Linked DNA regions of Mus musculus: all the other regions are linked to region 1. A link is a contact called in public Hi-C and promoter capture Hi-C data. All regions are on one chromosome and are shown on one strand. The core of a region is the stretch at or near the end of the contact, and the rest is flanking DNA. Distances in the headings are between cores, read along the strand shown.

The links. Promoter capture Hi-C pulls out the DNA fragments that hold promoters and counts their contacts. A called contact is a pair of places that touch in the nucleus more often than the background predicts.
Region 2: a Hi-C map of bone marrow-derived macrophages shows a contact between it and region 1, with 8 read pairs. The contact joins two enhancer-like sites. A contact is called at or near these places in 1 of 39 promoter capture datasets (embryonic stem cells), 2 of 15 datasets of contacts at CTCF or cohesin (large pre-B cells and pro-B cells), 31 of 484 Hi-C or Micro-C datasets (the 63-12 cell line, the AtT-20 cell line, B cells and 22 more), 2 of 115 datasets of contacts at active chromatin or transcription factors (astrocytes and bone marrow-derived macrophages) and 3 of 9 other capture datasets (embryonic stem cells, liver and macrophages).
Region 3: a contact with region 1 is called in a promoter capture Hi-C map of liver, with 2.1 times the contacts expected there. The contact joins two enhancer-like sites. A contact is called at or near these places in 2 of 39 promoter capture datasets (both in liver), 1 of 484 Hi-C or Micro-C datasets (the HL-1 cell line), 2 of 115 datasets of contacts at active chromatin or transcription factors (astrocytes and cardiomyocytes) and 1 of 9 other capture datasets (liver).

Annotation. Positions count from the first base shown.
Region 1 is chr8:34,161,897-34,166,807 of GRCm38.p6, reverse strand. Saraf (store-operated calcium entry-associated regulatory factor) reads right to left here. Exons shown (of 6, transcript NM_026432.4): 3 at 1,268-1,667. Mir6395 (microRNA 6395) reads left to right here and starts at 96; the gene lies at 96-186. Within about 2 kb of position 2,972, at least 67 of the 459 cell types and tissues checked have an H3K27ac peak or open chromatin away from gene starts, as enhancers often do. A contact at or near this core is called in bone marrow-derived macrophages and liver, where this site is marked.
Region 2 is chr8:35,157,138-35,162,048 of GRCm38.p6, reverse strand. No RefSeq gene overlaps it. Among named protein-coding and RNA genes, the nearest start is that of Gm34474, 59 kb to the left of the region's middle. Within about 2 kb of position 2,513, at least 32 of the 459 cell types and tissues checked have an H3K27ac peak or open chromatin away from gene starts, as enhancers often do. A contact at or near this core is called in bone marrow-derived macrophages, where this site is marked.
Region 3 is chr8:34,993,201-34,998,111 of GRCm38.p6, reverse strand. No RefSeq gene overlaps it. Among named protein-coding and RNA genes, the nearest start is that of Tnks, 30 kb to the right of the region's middle. Within about 2 kb of position 1,966, at least 29 of the 459 cell types and tissues checked have an H3K27ac peak or open chromatin away from gene starts, as enhancers often do. A contact at or near this core is called in liver, where this site is marked.

The DNA.
Region 1 (4,911 bases), core at 1,723-4,222:
TGTGAATGTCAGTTCTCTCCTTCTACCGCCTGGTCTTGAAGATCAAATTCAGGTCACCAGGCTTGCAGGCAAGCTCCTCAGTCACTGAGCCATTTAGCTGGCCCTCTCTGCCCTGTTTAAAGAGTTTGTCTTTTCTCAGATAGATAGATGTCTTTATATAGTCCAGACATGAGTCTTCTGTCAGCAGTGTGTTTTGTAAATCTTGTCTTTTTGTTTGTGAGCCTTGCTCCATCTCTCCAGTCCATACTTTACAATGTCTTTACCCAAACCTGTGGCCTGGCCTCTTCATTTCTTAGGACTCTTTTCTGATAAACAGATATTCTCAAACTAAGTAAAGTCTAGTTTACCTGTCTTTCCTTTAACAGCTAGTACTTTTTTGCTACTGAAGAAATCTTTATCTAACTAGGTATAGTGGCACACGCCTTTAATTCCAGGACTTGGGAGGCAGAAGTAGACAGACTTTTGTGAGATTGCCAGCCTGGTCTACAGATACAGCCTAGTCAAGTTCCAAGACAGCTAGGGCTACAGAGTGAGACCCTGTCTCAAACACACACACACAAGAAAACTTTACCTATATTCCTCTATTTTATTCAAGTTCTTTTCCTTTTTATAGGAAGTTATATAACATTTAATGAATTTATTTTGTGTATAGTATGAAGTAGAAGTCAAAATAATGCCTGTTAACAAATCTTTGCAGCTAAAATGATGACCTACAATTTACCAGGCATCCTTAGTAACAGTGACCATAACACACTCTTAGAACCAGTGACCTGTGTTCGGCAGAGTGCAACCCTGACAATTTTGAGTTCAATCCCCACCTAAAACCCAAATAAAGATGGAAGGACTTGGTTATCCCCTGACGATCTCCACATCAGCACCACACACATCCACACACCCCACACACATATAATGCACATACATAATCTTTATTCTTAAATGTTTCTTTAGAAAAGGAATGGCTGGAGAGTCAGCTCAGTGACTGAGAGCACCCTGCTCTCAAAGAGGACCCATGTGTGGCTTCTAGGACCCACATGAGACGGCTAAAGGAAACCACCTGGAACTCCAGTCCCAGGGGCCTGATATTGACTTCTGCCCTCCATGGGCACCCACACACAGATGGAGACACATTTTTTTTTAATCTTTTTTGGAAAAAAGAACAGATTTTTTAAAAATTCAGTAGGTCAGCAATGTTAACCTCCTCTTCAAACCAGGCACGTGACTGGCCAGCTCCCACACACCCATGGACCCGCTGAGCAGGGAAACATACCTGTGAACTCCGACTTAAAGCCCGGAGGAGGCGCCCCTGCGGCACTGGCAAACCTCTGAGAGTGCTCTGAGTATGGCGGGTGCTCAGAATACGGCGGAGGCGACCCCTGGCCATCGCTGAGGAACAGCTTGTAAACCGCAAAGGCGAGAACAAACAGTACTGCAATGGTAATAAAGCCACAGGAATCTGAGGAGTACAGCTTGTGATAATAATCAGAGAAGCCCTGGTGCTTTCCAGACTCCTTCAGTTTCTTCAGGCCCAGCTCTGTGTAATCTAAGTTGTACTCCAAGCCGCAGGAACCCCTGAGGACATACTGGTCTTCAGAGGACTCGTAGCCTTCACAGCTCACCACAGTTTTGCCAAATTTGTATGCAATATCCAAGTCGGTCTTACATTCCCACTGTGAAAGAGAGAGCGTCAACGTCAGAGACTAGGTCTACTGGGTGCTTCTTAGACTGCTGGCGGGCGGGTACACGAGCACTCACTCTGTCGCTTTTCCTTATTCCCCAGATGGCACATTGCACATCCTTCTGTACGTGTTGTAGGGGTCGGGGGAGGTAATTGTTTTTGTTTTGTTTTGTTTTTAGAGTCAAGGTTTCTCTGTGTAGCCCTGGCTGTCCTGGACTTACTTTGTAGACAAGGCTGGCCTTGAACTCACAGAGATTAAAGGTCTGCACCAACACAGCCAGCAGATGTAGTAATCTGAATAGATTTGGCCCCTATAGACTCATGAATTTGAATGCCTGGCCCATAGTGAGTGGCACTAGTAGGAGGTTTGGCCTTGTTAGAGGAAGTGTGTCACTGTGGGGGTGGACTTTGAGGTCTCCTATGCTCAAGCTATGCCCAGTGTGGCACACAGACTCTGCTGCCTACAGATAAAGATGTAGAGCTCTCAGCTCCTCCCACACCAAGTCTGCCTATATCCTGCCGTGCATCCCACCATAATACTGACTAAACCACTGAAACTGTAAGCCAGCCCCAAATTAGATGTTTTCCTTTATAAGAGTTGCCATGGTTATGGTGTCTCTTTACAGCAACTAAGACAACACATGTCAGTTATTCCACAATTTATAAAACAAAGGCAAATCTTCAAACTATCACCTGATTGCCACTGTTGTCATAGGTACATCCTGTACAGCTAGATGGTTTAGATGTTAATCATTAAAGAATCAGTATCAGGGAAGAACCCCCTAACTGGTTATCTAATACCACCTGGTCAGTTCTAAGAATACACATGCTTGCAAAAGTGAAGGGACTCAGCACATTGTATTTAAATATTAATTATGTATATTGTATATTATTGTATATATACAGTAATAACAACTAAAGGGGAAAAGGCCGTGAATTCAAGGGGAGTGTGTGAGAGGACTTAGAAAAAGGAACGGGAAATGATGTGAACACAGTGAAATGGTTGTTAAACAAGCGTCAGATAAATAAGAGCTAATGATTTCTGCAAAGCAAAACTTCCCATGCACGTTTTCTAAAAGCATGGACTGACTTTACAGGGGCTAATCCCACATAATCTTCTTTAACTTTTTTAAAACAATATTTATAAAACTCCAAAAAGAGTCCATGATGCTTACATTTTACAGGGGGTGGGGGGGTGGGGGGAGAAGAGACCTAGAGAAAACAGGGTTTCAGCCAGAGATGACTGCCCAAAGGCTCAAGTCCAAGGCCAGCTGAGGCTGCACACCATGTTTCAGGCCAGCCAGGGAACACAGAAATATCTCTCATCAAAACAACAAAACTCAGACTGGAGTGTAAGGCAGGCAGGGGCTGAGCATGTACAACATCCATGTACAACAGCACCATCAAAAACTAAGTAGACAGATAAGATGTTTTCCTCCCAAGGTTTAGAGGTACAAGCCAGGCCAGTGTAACCGGTTCTGTTGGTTGTGTTTTGTTCAAATTCTCTTTCAAGTTCAGGTGCACTGTTTTACTGTTTATAATAAATAGCTAGGCTGAGGTGTAATTCGACAATCCCCAAAGAAACCTCAGCCCGTGCACAGCTGCCACTTCCCCTTCCTGGCCCCCACCCTGTCTGCTTTACCTCCCCCTACTTAGCCATTTCCTGTGAGGAGACTCCAAGGAGTCTGTAACTGCTGTCTTCCTTCAGCAGAGCATTTTCAAAGCCCACCCGTGTTACAGTATCAAGCAGCACCTTGTCCTTCCTAATGACTTAAACAACACTCTACCTTAGGAATGGACTACACTGTATGACTCATTCCCAAAGGACATTCCAGCTGTCTCTAGGTTTTAGCTATTTGAATATTCCTGCAAATATCTTTATAGATTTGGGGAAGAAATGTGTCTTTAGTTCTCTTGAATACATAGGAGTATATGTATGTATAGGAGAGGCATAATTAGGGCATCTTTCTTTTTGTTTTCTCTCTCTCTCTTCCTCCCTCCCTCCCTCTCTCTCCCTCTCCTCTCTCTCCCCCCTCTCTCCCCTCTCTCTCCCCTCTCTTTTCTTTTCTCTCTCTCTCCCTCTCTCTCCCTCTCCTCTCTCTCCCCTCTCTCTCTCCCTCTCTCTCCCCTTTCTCCCCTCTCTCTCCCTCTCTCCCCTCTTTTCTCTCTCTCTCCCTCTCTCTCCCTCTCCTCTCTCTCCCCTCTCTCTCTCCCTCTCTCTCCTCTCTCTCCCCCTCTCTCTCCCTCTCTTCTCTTCCCTCTCCTCTCCCCTCCCCTCCCCTCCCCTCCCCTCCCCTCCCCTCTCTCTCTCTCTCTCTCTCTCTCTCTCTCTCTCTCGCTCATTTTGGAGGCTTTTAAGACAGGATCTCACTATGAACCTCTGGCTGTCCTGGAACTCACTCTGTAGACCAGGCTGGCCTCCAACTCAGAAATCCACCTGCCTCAGCCTCCTGAGCACTGGGATTAAAGGCGTGGGCCACCAAACCCAGCTTTGGGGCATCTTTCTTGATGATTTCTTTCAAGCCCAAATGTTTTTTATTTACATAATATGCTATTTTTCTTTTTGTTGCTGTATGCCTCTAATCCCAAGACTTGGGAAGAAGCCGCAAGGAAATCACTATGAGTTTGAGGTCAGCCTGGTCCACACAGCCAGTTCCAGGCCACCAGGCCTACAGAGTGAGACTCTGCTTAACCTCCATCTTGGAGGGAAGCTCGTTAATACACAGGCTTAAGTTCCAACTACAGGAGACACATTCCATCCTGCAGAAAAGCTCGCTAAGCTCTGAAAGTAAACACCCAGGCCTCAGCTTGTGACATGCATGCAAACAGTAAGGACCACTAAGAGATTCTCTCTTTTTTTTTTTTTTTTTTTGGTTTTTCGAGACAGGGTTTCTCTGTGTAGCTTTGGCTGTCCTGGAACTCACTCTGTAGACCAGGCTGGCCTTGAACTCAGAAATCCGCCTGCCTCTGCCTCCCAAGTGCTGGGATTAAAGGCGTGTGCCACCACACCCGGCGAGAGATACTCTCAAACCAGCTGAGCTGCCTAGAACAACACTCTGCCATCTGTCCAGCTGTAGGTTATATGGCGAGCTCCAGCTTTCCAGCTACTGTGAAACTCACTGGTTCACCAACTTGGGTGTTGGTGGTTATATATTAAAGAAACTAGTGAAAGCAAAGATATATATATAGATAGACAGACAGACAGACAGACACACACACACATATATATGCTTTGT
Region 2 (4,911 bases), core at 1,264-3,763, 1.0 Mb before region 1:
CACCTTAATCACTAATTGAGAAAATGCTTTACAGCTGGATCTCATGGAGGCATTTTCTCAAGGGAGGCTCCTTTCTCTGTGACAACTCCAACTTGTGTCAAGCTGACACACAGAACCAGCCAGTACAGTGACCTCCTTGGGATGCCTGGGGATCTGGGAATGGATGTAAAATCACAAGTTCTCCAGTAACAATTGAAGCCTGGGATCAGAGGGTCTGAGGCTGAGCATAGCATCATTGCTGTCAACCACACAGCCCAGGCCTTGAGACCAGCAGCATCCCTGCTCACGTGCTACCCTGCACATGGAAGCCTCCTCTGGGCGTGGCATGATTGGTGCTGATGGACCAGCGCTGGAGCCAGCCTTGGTGCAGAGCCCAGTCCTTATGCACTTTTCATGCAATTTGAAGTTGATAGCCCAGTCCCTTTGCTAAGAGCACAGCCCAGAACCTAGGGAATAACGGTTTAATCCTTGCCTTGCCTCTTGATGCCTTCTAAGAAGTGCAGAAGAGAAACTTTCAAACACTGTCGGAGGAGGTAGAAGACTCTGAGCTGGCTCAGTTGTGCCCGAGATTTATAAAACAAACTGTCAGGACTTAGCTCTACTTGATTTGGGCTGCAGAGGGGGAGCAGGGTTCAGGAACTTCAGTAAACTATAACCCCAAAGAAGAAGAGCAGTTGTCACAGCACATTCGAGTGGCTCCTGGATCTCCACTGTGGGTCTCACAGGTAAACCTCTCCTTCCTGTACCCACTGTCAAGGAATACAAGATAGGGTGTGTCTTAGTTAGGGTTTTACTGCTGTGAACAGACACCATGACCAAGGCAAGTCTTAGAAGGACAACATTTAATAGGGGCTGGCTTACAGGTTCAGGGGTTCAGTCCATTGTCACCAGGCCAGGAGCATGTCAGCATCCAGGCAGGCGTGGTGCAAGAAGAGCTGAGAGTTCCACATCTTTATCTGAAGGCCGCTAGCAGAATACTGACCTCCAGGCAGTTAGGACGAAGGTATTAAAGCCCACTCCCACAGTGACACACCTACTCCAACAAGGCTACACCTCCTAATAGTGCTACTTCTTGGGCCAAACATACAAACCCTCACAGGGTGTGTCCCTACATTTTTCAGGACCTTAATGCAACAAAAGTTGCCTTCCTGTAACAGCTGGAAAGAAACAATAGCAGATCTCCATTGTAGTCCAGACTCCTTAAAGGACCAGCTGCAGTGCAGCTAGAGTTACAAGCAGTAGTGAGCTGTTCAGTATGGATTCAGGGAACCAAACCCAGATGCTTTGGACGAGCAGCAAACATCCTTAACTGCTGAGCCATCTCTCCAGGCGCCCTCGCTTTTTTAACGGCAGCCAGTCTCATGTAGCCCAGGCTAACCCCTAACTCATTACATGGCTGAGGGTGATCTTAAACGTCTGACCCTCCTCCCTCTAGCTCCTGGTATCAACATTAGTCTTTTCTCCGGAAGAGTATCGCTATTGTACAAACCCAGGCAATACAAAAACCGCAACATTCCGTGAGAGCTAGAGCCCAAGGTAAGGGTGGCGCGCTCCAGAAGGGGCGTGGGTGTTTGCCTATGGAGCAGCCTGCACTGGCCACTCCCCCAGCAAATCCCAGCCAGGCCGCCGGTTCTCTCTGAGCCCGGCTCCAAGGCAGTGCTGGTGAGCAGCTTGTCATGATGGGAACATGTCTCATTCCTTTCTGTCACGGTCAGATGCTCAACAGTTTCCTGGGATTTGGAGCAAGTTGTTCACGTTCTTGACTGATTGCTCATCTGTTAGAAAGATTCAGGGGAGGGCCCCAAGATTGCTGGCAAAGACTGACCCTAGAGGAGGAAGCAAAAGTCATGGCTATCCAACTGCCCAGAGTAGTAGCTCTCAGCCTTCGTAATGCTGCAACCCTTTAATACAATTCCTCATGTTGTGGTGACATCCCATCCCCACCCCGCCTATGACATTATTTCTGTCGCTACTTCGTAACTGTAATTTTTCTTCTGTTATGAATCATAATGTAATGTCTAATATCCAGGATATCTGATATTCAAGGCCTGTGAAAGATGATTGGATGGCCAAGGGGGTCGTATCCTTTCTGAGGCTAACGGGAGGGGGTGGGGATGAGAGGGAGGGGCTAGGAAGAGAGGTGGGAGGGGAAGCTTCGATCTAAATGTTAATCAATAACTTAATCAATTTTAAAAAGAAAAAGAAAAGAAAAGGCCGTTCTATTGATGAGCACTGTGCTCTGTGGTCACCACAATCTGGACACATCTTGTTGGTTGGATCCCTAGTTGGCAAGGTCATGTGCAGGGTAAATTCAGACACACGTCTTTTCCAGAGTGAGCACCGGGGTGGGGGCGGAGGGTCCTGGGAAGACAGAGAGTTCTTCGGCTACCTACATTCTTTAAAAATCTACTAGTTTTGCCCAATGATTTGGTCAGCCTTGACCAAAGAAGCATTTTTTAAGGGAAATTTCACTCCTACATCCACTTCCAAAGTAATGTTCCTGCTGTCCACCAGGGGGCGATTGAAACGCGGCCCCGAAATCAGAACCAGGAGGCGCTGTGAGTCTGAAGGGAAAGCAGCAGCAGGAAATAGGTGGCTTTACGCAGTGATTCTTGTAACAAAACTCACCAACCAACCCTCTTAACTTTTCTAGGATTCTCTGGTTAGGTTTCCACTCTGGTGCTGTAGGGGTAGATGTTACTGCTCCCCGACGTGATCCAGAAAGGCCAAACTCTCTCTCTCTCTCTCTCTCTCTCTCTCTCTCTCTCTCTCTCTCTCTCTCTCTCTCTCTCTCTCTCTCTCTCTCTCTCTCTCTCTCTCTCTCTCTCTCTCTCTCCTCTACCGCACAGAGTGTTTCCACCCTGCTACCGAATTGCCTCGATATTCGGTGGATTATGGCATCAATCTGAGCCGTGCACAAGGTCAAAGAACTTGGTGGCTTCTTGCTCGAAGTATGGGCAGGTACAGCATTCATTTCACAAGCAAGCAGCCACTGTCTTACAGGGCTCATGCAGCCAAACCGTGCCTTTTTCTTGAGTAGGACCAGCCCTCAGACACTGCTCTGCCCGGTCGCCATCTTCTCGTCACTGTGTGTCACTAAGAAATGGGTCATCTTTGCTGTTAGAGTAATTTTGTTTCTGGTTGAAAAAATTGTAGCATGCATATGTTTCCAAGGCTGGGACATAGTCAGTGAAGAGGAAGACCAGGAGAAAGCGCAGACTAGAGCAGCAGTTTTATCTGACCCTGCTTGGTTCAGGCTACTGAATTGAGTGAGGCTCTGCATCCGTAGGCTCTGCATTCTAAATTAGAATGATCTGGTCCTTTGGAAGTTCCTAGGATTTGAGAGGTGACTTAGTAACCATCTCTGACCTCTCTGGGGGCTGGCTCACTGGTACCCAGCTTCCAAATCCTAACAGTGAGGTAGAAGCAAGCTCAAGACTTACTTTACTCTGCCTGTCGACTTCCCAGTTGGTATAAGCCAGGCATTCCGACAGAAACCCATCACTCCTCGTGGTTTGTCTGTGGAGCTAGGTAAGTAGGCTTTTGTGAGCTGGCCTTGGGAGCTTGCCCATTATGTGTAATTTCAGAGCTGTGGGATACGAAGCTCACATTCTAAATGACTGCCTCACTGGCTTTTAGAATTTTCCTGAAATGAGTATATTGCTGATTGTGAACAACCTGGGTCGTTTTTTGGTTTTGTTTTGTTTTCTGTAAATGACCAGAAATGGGCTGAGAGAGAGTTGGGGGTAAATCAGAATATTTCTGAACGGCAGAATCCATCTCTTTGTGAAGAAGGCTGACATGCCTCGGGAAGGGAAGCGGGGTCATGCTGGTTCTTAAATGATTAGTCAAAGGGAACTGTGAGGCGTGCCTCTCACCCTTCATCCTGGCTCTGCGTGTAAATGTCTGTGTCTTAGAGGAGAGGCAGAAGCCGAGGAGAATGTACTGAAAGCTGAGACGCACTGGAAATGCCTTCCGCGGTGAAGATCAGGCTGTCCCAGGAAGATCAATTCTGCAGAACAAAACTCAGTGATGGCTTTGGCTTGGACATGCAGGCTGCGCATCTCCCACATACTGCCTCCATGAGCTGAGGCAAGGTGGAGGATAGGGGCCATTCTTCAGTCACCAGAGATGATGTGAAACACAGGGTAACACATGGCACACCACATCGATCTGACAGGATGTGTTGCTGTGACCATATGCTCGCCCACAAACTTGGGCAGACAAGAAAACATCTTTACATTTAAGAAGCACAGTTTAAAATAAAATTTTAAAAAAAATGTGTGTTTGTATAAACACTGCAAGTTCCTGCTAGAAGCTGGCAATGTTGGGTTTCTTAGGAAGTGAAAGAAAACTGCCTTTAGCATGCAGGCTGGGCACTGACAGCCTCCATCTATCAGAAGACATTTTATCCCTGGCATTCTCTCATCTCAGTGGTTGAGCCCTCTCCGTTATCCTTTTCTCCCGGCTTTTTGGCTATTTGTTCTTCAGAATTCTGGCAGATCTTGGCTGCCGGCGCTCTATCACTAGACACAGAGACTGAGACATGATGACTTACAAAGAAGAGAGGTGCCGTCATGCTAATGGTTCTACAAGCTGGGAAGCCCAATCCCACGATGCCCACAATTGGTTGGCTCCTGGCAAGGACCTCATTTTGCTCCAAATCATGGTACCGACTAGGACAAGCAGAAGTGATTATTAGAAGTGAAGCACCCAGCAACCCTGACTTTTGATGAACTCACAGTGAGGTAGCTGAGCCTGTGAGCAATGACGCACTCACTCCCATCACCCAGAGAAAGGTATCAGACTCTTTGCAAGGCCTCTGTCTCTTACCACCACTTCCCAGCAGGCTTGAGTTTCCAGCATCCCCATACTGGGATCCAAGGGTCCACATGAGTTTTGATGGAGATC
Region 3 (4,911 bases), core at 717-3,216, 830 kb before region 1:
TGTCTCTCTGTGTGTGTCTCTCTCTTTCTCTCTCTGTCTCTCTCGGTCTGTTTCTCTGTCTCTCTCTCTCTCTGTCCCTGTCTCTGTCTCTTTCTTAGACAGAATCTCTTTACACAGCCCTGGCTGTCCTGCAACAACTCTATATACAGAGCAGACGGATCTCTAAATCACAGAGATCCACCTGCCTCTTCCTCTGGAGTGCTGAAATTAAAGGCATGTGCCACCTTGCCTGGTTTCCTTTTTTTTTTAAGCTAAATAATATTTTGTTTTGGTTATTAGTTCTCCTATTAATAGTCAATTGAATAATGAATATATTTTGACCCCTGTAAAGATCACCTTTATAAATATTAGTGTATAAGTATCTATTTGAGCCCCTGTTCTCATTTCTTATCAGGAGAGATACTAAAAGTAGAATTGCTGTACTATATGGTAATTCTATGTATAACTTTTTAGCAATCACAATAACCTTTTCCTTCATAACTGTAACTTCATAACCATTTTACATTCCCATCAGCAATGACAAAGCTCCACTTTATACCTTCAGCTTCACTGCATCTCTCTCTCTCTGCAGGTGTGTATGTTTGTGTTTATTTATAATATCTATCCTAGGGTTGGAGAGATGGATTCTTCATTAAAGGCTAGGCTCACAACCAAAAATATAATATTTATCCCAATGGTCTTAATGTGGTATCTTCTTGTGGGTTTGATTTTTATTTCCCTAATGGCTAGTGACATTAAATATCTTTCATCCGTTTATTGGCCATTCACACAGCTTCTTTGAAAAATATTCTATTCAAATCCATTGCTAGTTTTCTAATAGGGTTCTTTGTTTCAAAGTATCTATATTCTCTCTGTGTCTTTCTCTGTGTGTCCCTGCAATGTATGTGTGGAAAACAAGTTTGCAGCATTGATTCTTTTCTGCCTTTATGTGAGTCCTGGGAGTTGAACTCAGGTCTCCAGACTTGCCTGCTGGCTGCCCAGAATCTATATTCATACCAGAATCCCAGGTGACATAGTGGACTATTATTGGCCTTGAGATGACACTGTAAGAATCACTGTTTTGTTTTCTAGGATTTTGATATATTGCCTTTTTTCCTGTGAAGAGCAACAGGGGAACAAAGGATGCCCTGAAAACAGAGCAAAATCAATCAAACAAACAAACAGAGCCCAGGTTGAACTCCCCAGCATCCTTAGAATCTATATAGCCTTATCTATATGTGTTACAGTGCACTGGAGATGGTAATCCTTCTACAGCTGGCCATGGAAGGATGCTAACACTGAATCAAAGATTTGAGAAGCATCTATTTCTGAATCATCATGGAGCCTCAAAGCTCCTGACTGGCAGGAATCATTTTTATACACATGATTTATTTAAAGAGAATAATTATCTTAAGGCAGTCTCGCTGTTCGGCCTGATTTAAAAGAACCATTATTGGCCATGTGAATATGTAATTAACATGATTTATTTGTCAAGTGCTGAACATAGGTAAATTTCCTACATTTTTATTGAGTTTGAGAAGTTAATTAGTATGCCTATTAAGCAAAACTCAAAGAACATTATACATGAAGTATTTCCTTATAATTCAAATAAACCGATTTCAAAACCTATCGAGCTATAAATTCTATTCAATAGTTCCCAATCATAGTTCCCTTGTACTTATCTTTAACAGTAAAAAGCTTCTATGTCTATTGAGATATCTCATGACCATTCTTGCTGAATGTACATAATTAAACTTGTTTTTTGTGAAAATCTGTGGAAATAAAATTTGCTTGATCATTAGTACTTGGAATTTATGTAAGCCCTCATTTGTCTAGCCTTCCCTTTCCGCTGGTTGCTTTTGAGCTCTTCTCACGGTGTTCAGCATGTGGTTTATTTTTGTTGTGCCTTTTGACATGTTTCAGTGGGACAAAGACCTTAGATGGACTCTTGTCATAGCTGGTGCTTGGTGTCCCCAGAGTCAGTGTGACTCGTGGAATTCATTACCCAACCACAGTCGCAGCTCCATTTGTGAGAGCCAAAAAAGATAAGGACCAAATCCAGCAAAGGCAAAAGAAAAAAGTCACATGGGCAGGCAGTGCAAGCTTTCCCAGGGTCTTTTCCCAGCAGAACCTCACAGAACGTGCTGAGTCCACCCCCGCCCCCACCCGTGTCGCTAGAGCTGGGACAATACTTGTGAAGGTTATCAGCAAGTCAAGCTCTGATTAGAGATCCCTTGCCAAGGCTTTTCACTGGAGGCTAGCTAAATACACAGCCTCTGTCTGCTACATAGCAGATTCCAGACTCCCAGGAGGAAAGTGTGTATTCAGCACTGGGGTAGTTGATTCTATTTTCTTGGCTGGGCTACAGGGCCCAGGTAGTTGGTCAAACATTACTCTGGATACTTCAGTGAGGGTGTTTCTTTTTAGATGAGATCTATATTTAATTCTATAGACTTTTGAGTGAAGCAGATCATCTTCCCAGTGTACGTAGTAGGCCTCATGCAATCATTTTAAAAACTTGAAAGACTGGCCTCTGACTAGGAGCTGGTAGATGGCCTTTGGACTTGAACACCAGCATTGGCTCTGCCTGTGTCTCCGAGATCATGGGCATCCTTAAGATCCTGAACTTGCCAGACCATAATCGTGTCTACACTCTCCCTTCTCCCATCCCACACCCACACCCTATTGCTTGTCTCTGTCAAGAACACTTGATGAATATAAGCAGGAACTTTATTGTCTGTACAAAAAATTTAGGCACACAGAGCGACTCTGATCAATGGATGAGGGAGAAACCTTGGTATCTAAATTCCCAGATGTCAGTCAAAGGCCAAGCTTGCAAGTACAACTTTCCAAGGCTCTCTGTAGCCGTCCAGCAGCCATGGATGAACTGGCTACCTGAAAGAGCGGGGGTTGGGGGGGAGCGCTGAAAATGAAAAAGGAATGGGACGCGAGAGAAGAATGAAGCCAAGACCAAGTTTCTGATCAAGGCTCAAAGTTTAATTTTCATCACTGCGTTTATATAGGGAAAGCCCACAGACCCCCATCCTTTGTTTCAGCTGGATTATGTTGCAAACCAAGCTCATTGGGCAGGTGGCTCCTGTAGGAAACTGCAAATACAATGAGGCCAGAGACTCCAGCTAAGTTGTAAAACCATTGTGGGTGGATTTAGCCTTCTCAACAAGCACGCGAGGGGGGTGGGGGGCAGCAGTCCAGGCTTGCTACATTCACTCTTTTCTCTATGAACTCGCACATCATACATTTTATAAACCATAGGAAGTACCCATTTTAGAAAGGGATGGAGAGAGAGAGAAAGTTTTCTTATCTCTGGTAGATCCTTGTCCACACACACCCGGATTCTTTTTGGTTCCCAGTGAGTCTTGTTACTTTTGAAACCACAGACAAGCTAATCTGTTTCACATGCCATCTTTCTAATCTGTCTTAACAACAGAATTATGCCCAAATAAAGAACTTAATGTCAAAATGTGCCAATCTGTCTTCATCGGCGGAAGCCTTGTGCTGTTGCACAGGTTCCGCCCTGTGACTTTTCATCAGACAACACATCTTTTTTTTCTCTTAACTTCACAAGAGATTCCATGCATGGATGGGCCCCGAGAGCTGAAGCATGACAAGAGCTTGCACCCAAGGACTCAGCAGAATGAAAGTTGCCTGACAGCAGTTCCTTCAGGACTGCGCTATGTGCCTGGAAGCCATCAACAGTGAAGATGCCCCTGGGAAGGAAAAATGGAATTTTCCAGCAGTAGCCTGTACTCTCAGAATCTGTTTACTCAAATGACTCTAGATAAGGGGCAGACAGGGGCGGGGGCGGGAGACATATTTTGGTTTTGACATAACATACTTTCATTTTTTTCTCCCTTCCAAACTTCAACAGTATTTTAATTAGCCTTTCTAGTCGTCTCTTCCTCCATTCCAACGTATTGCTGCAAGGATTTATCTAGAAACAGGGATCTGGTCGTATTGCTTCATTCAAACCATCAGCTCTCTCCACGGCCCGATGAATAGATTCTTAGGTTCTTGGCACGGCACCGAGAGAATTTCACAGTTCACTTTGAATGTACCTTCCCAAATATATTTAGCTAACTGCCTATCAAGGTAAGCCAGCCACCATTCCCTGTTGATGGAAAATTTGAGGGTGTGAGATTCTAAAGTTCTGTGGGTTTCTGAGTCCCTCTCTCATCAAATTTTCCATGTAACTTTTTCTTGAAATATACCGACAGAGGAGCGTACAAGCCATGGCTGCACAGCTTAATGTGCAAACTAAGTGTGCCCGTGTGCCCACATGTCAATCAGTAAATGAAGCAGCACTGGCACCCTCACCCCAGTCACTCCCTGCTCCCCTCCTTGTTTACCTATGACGATGCCTCCTTGCTTGTGAACTTCATTCAAATGGAATCAATCAATTACTCTTGTCTCATCTCGTACTGTCTGAATACGTTTTCTCAACACCAGGCTTGTGAAGTGTTTCTGCATTAGCTTGTGTGGCAGCAGATCCTTGCTTCGTGCTCATTGTTGTCCTGCACTCTGGGTTGTTGCATTTAATGGATGTCGGGTTGTTTCCATCTTTTTGCCCGTTAGGGATTTTTCCACTATAACTAGCCTTCTGTATCTGCTTTAGTTAATGCAGAGAGCACCAATATGGATGTGCACTTGCTAAAACTTCTGGCTATCACATCTGTATACCCGAAGCTTTCAGTCAATGGGTATTAAACAACTCTGTTAAAGGGGATGCGCCCACTTCTCTACTCATCAGTCATTGGTTTCTGCTTCACTCTTTGCAAATCCTTACTAACGATGGGTGAGGTAGGTTTGTTTCTATTTTTGTTGGGTTGATTTCTGTTTGTTTTGTTGAGACAGGATCTCACTGTGTATAGATGGCTGACCTAGGACCAAAAACTCCCAACTTCCCTCAAACTC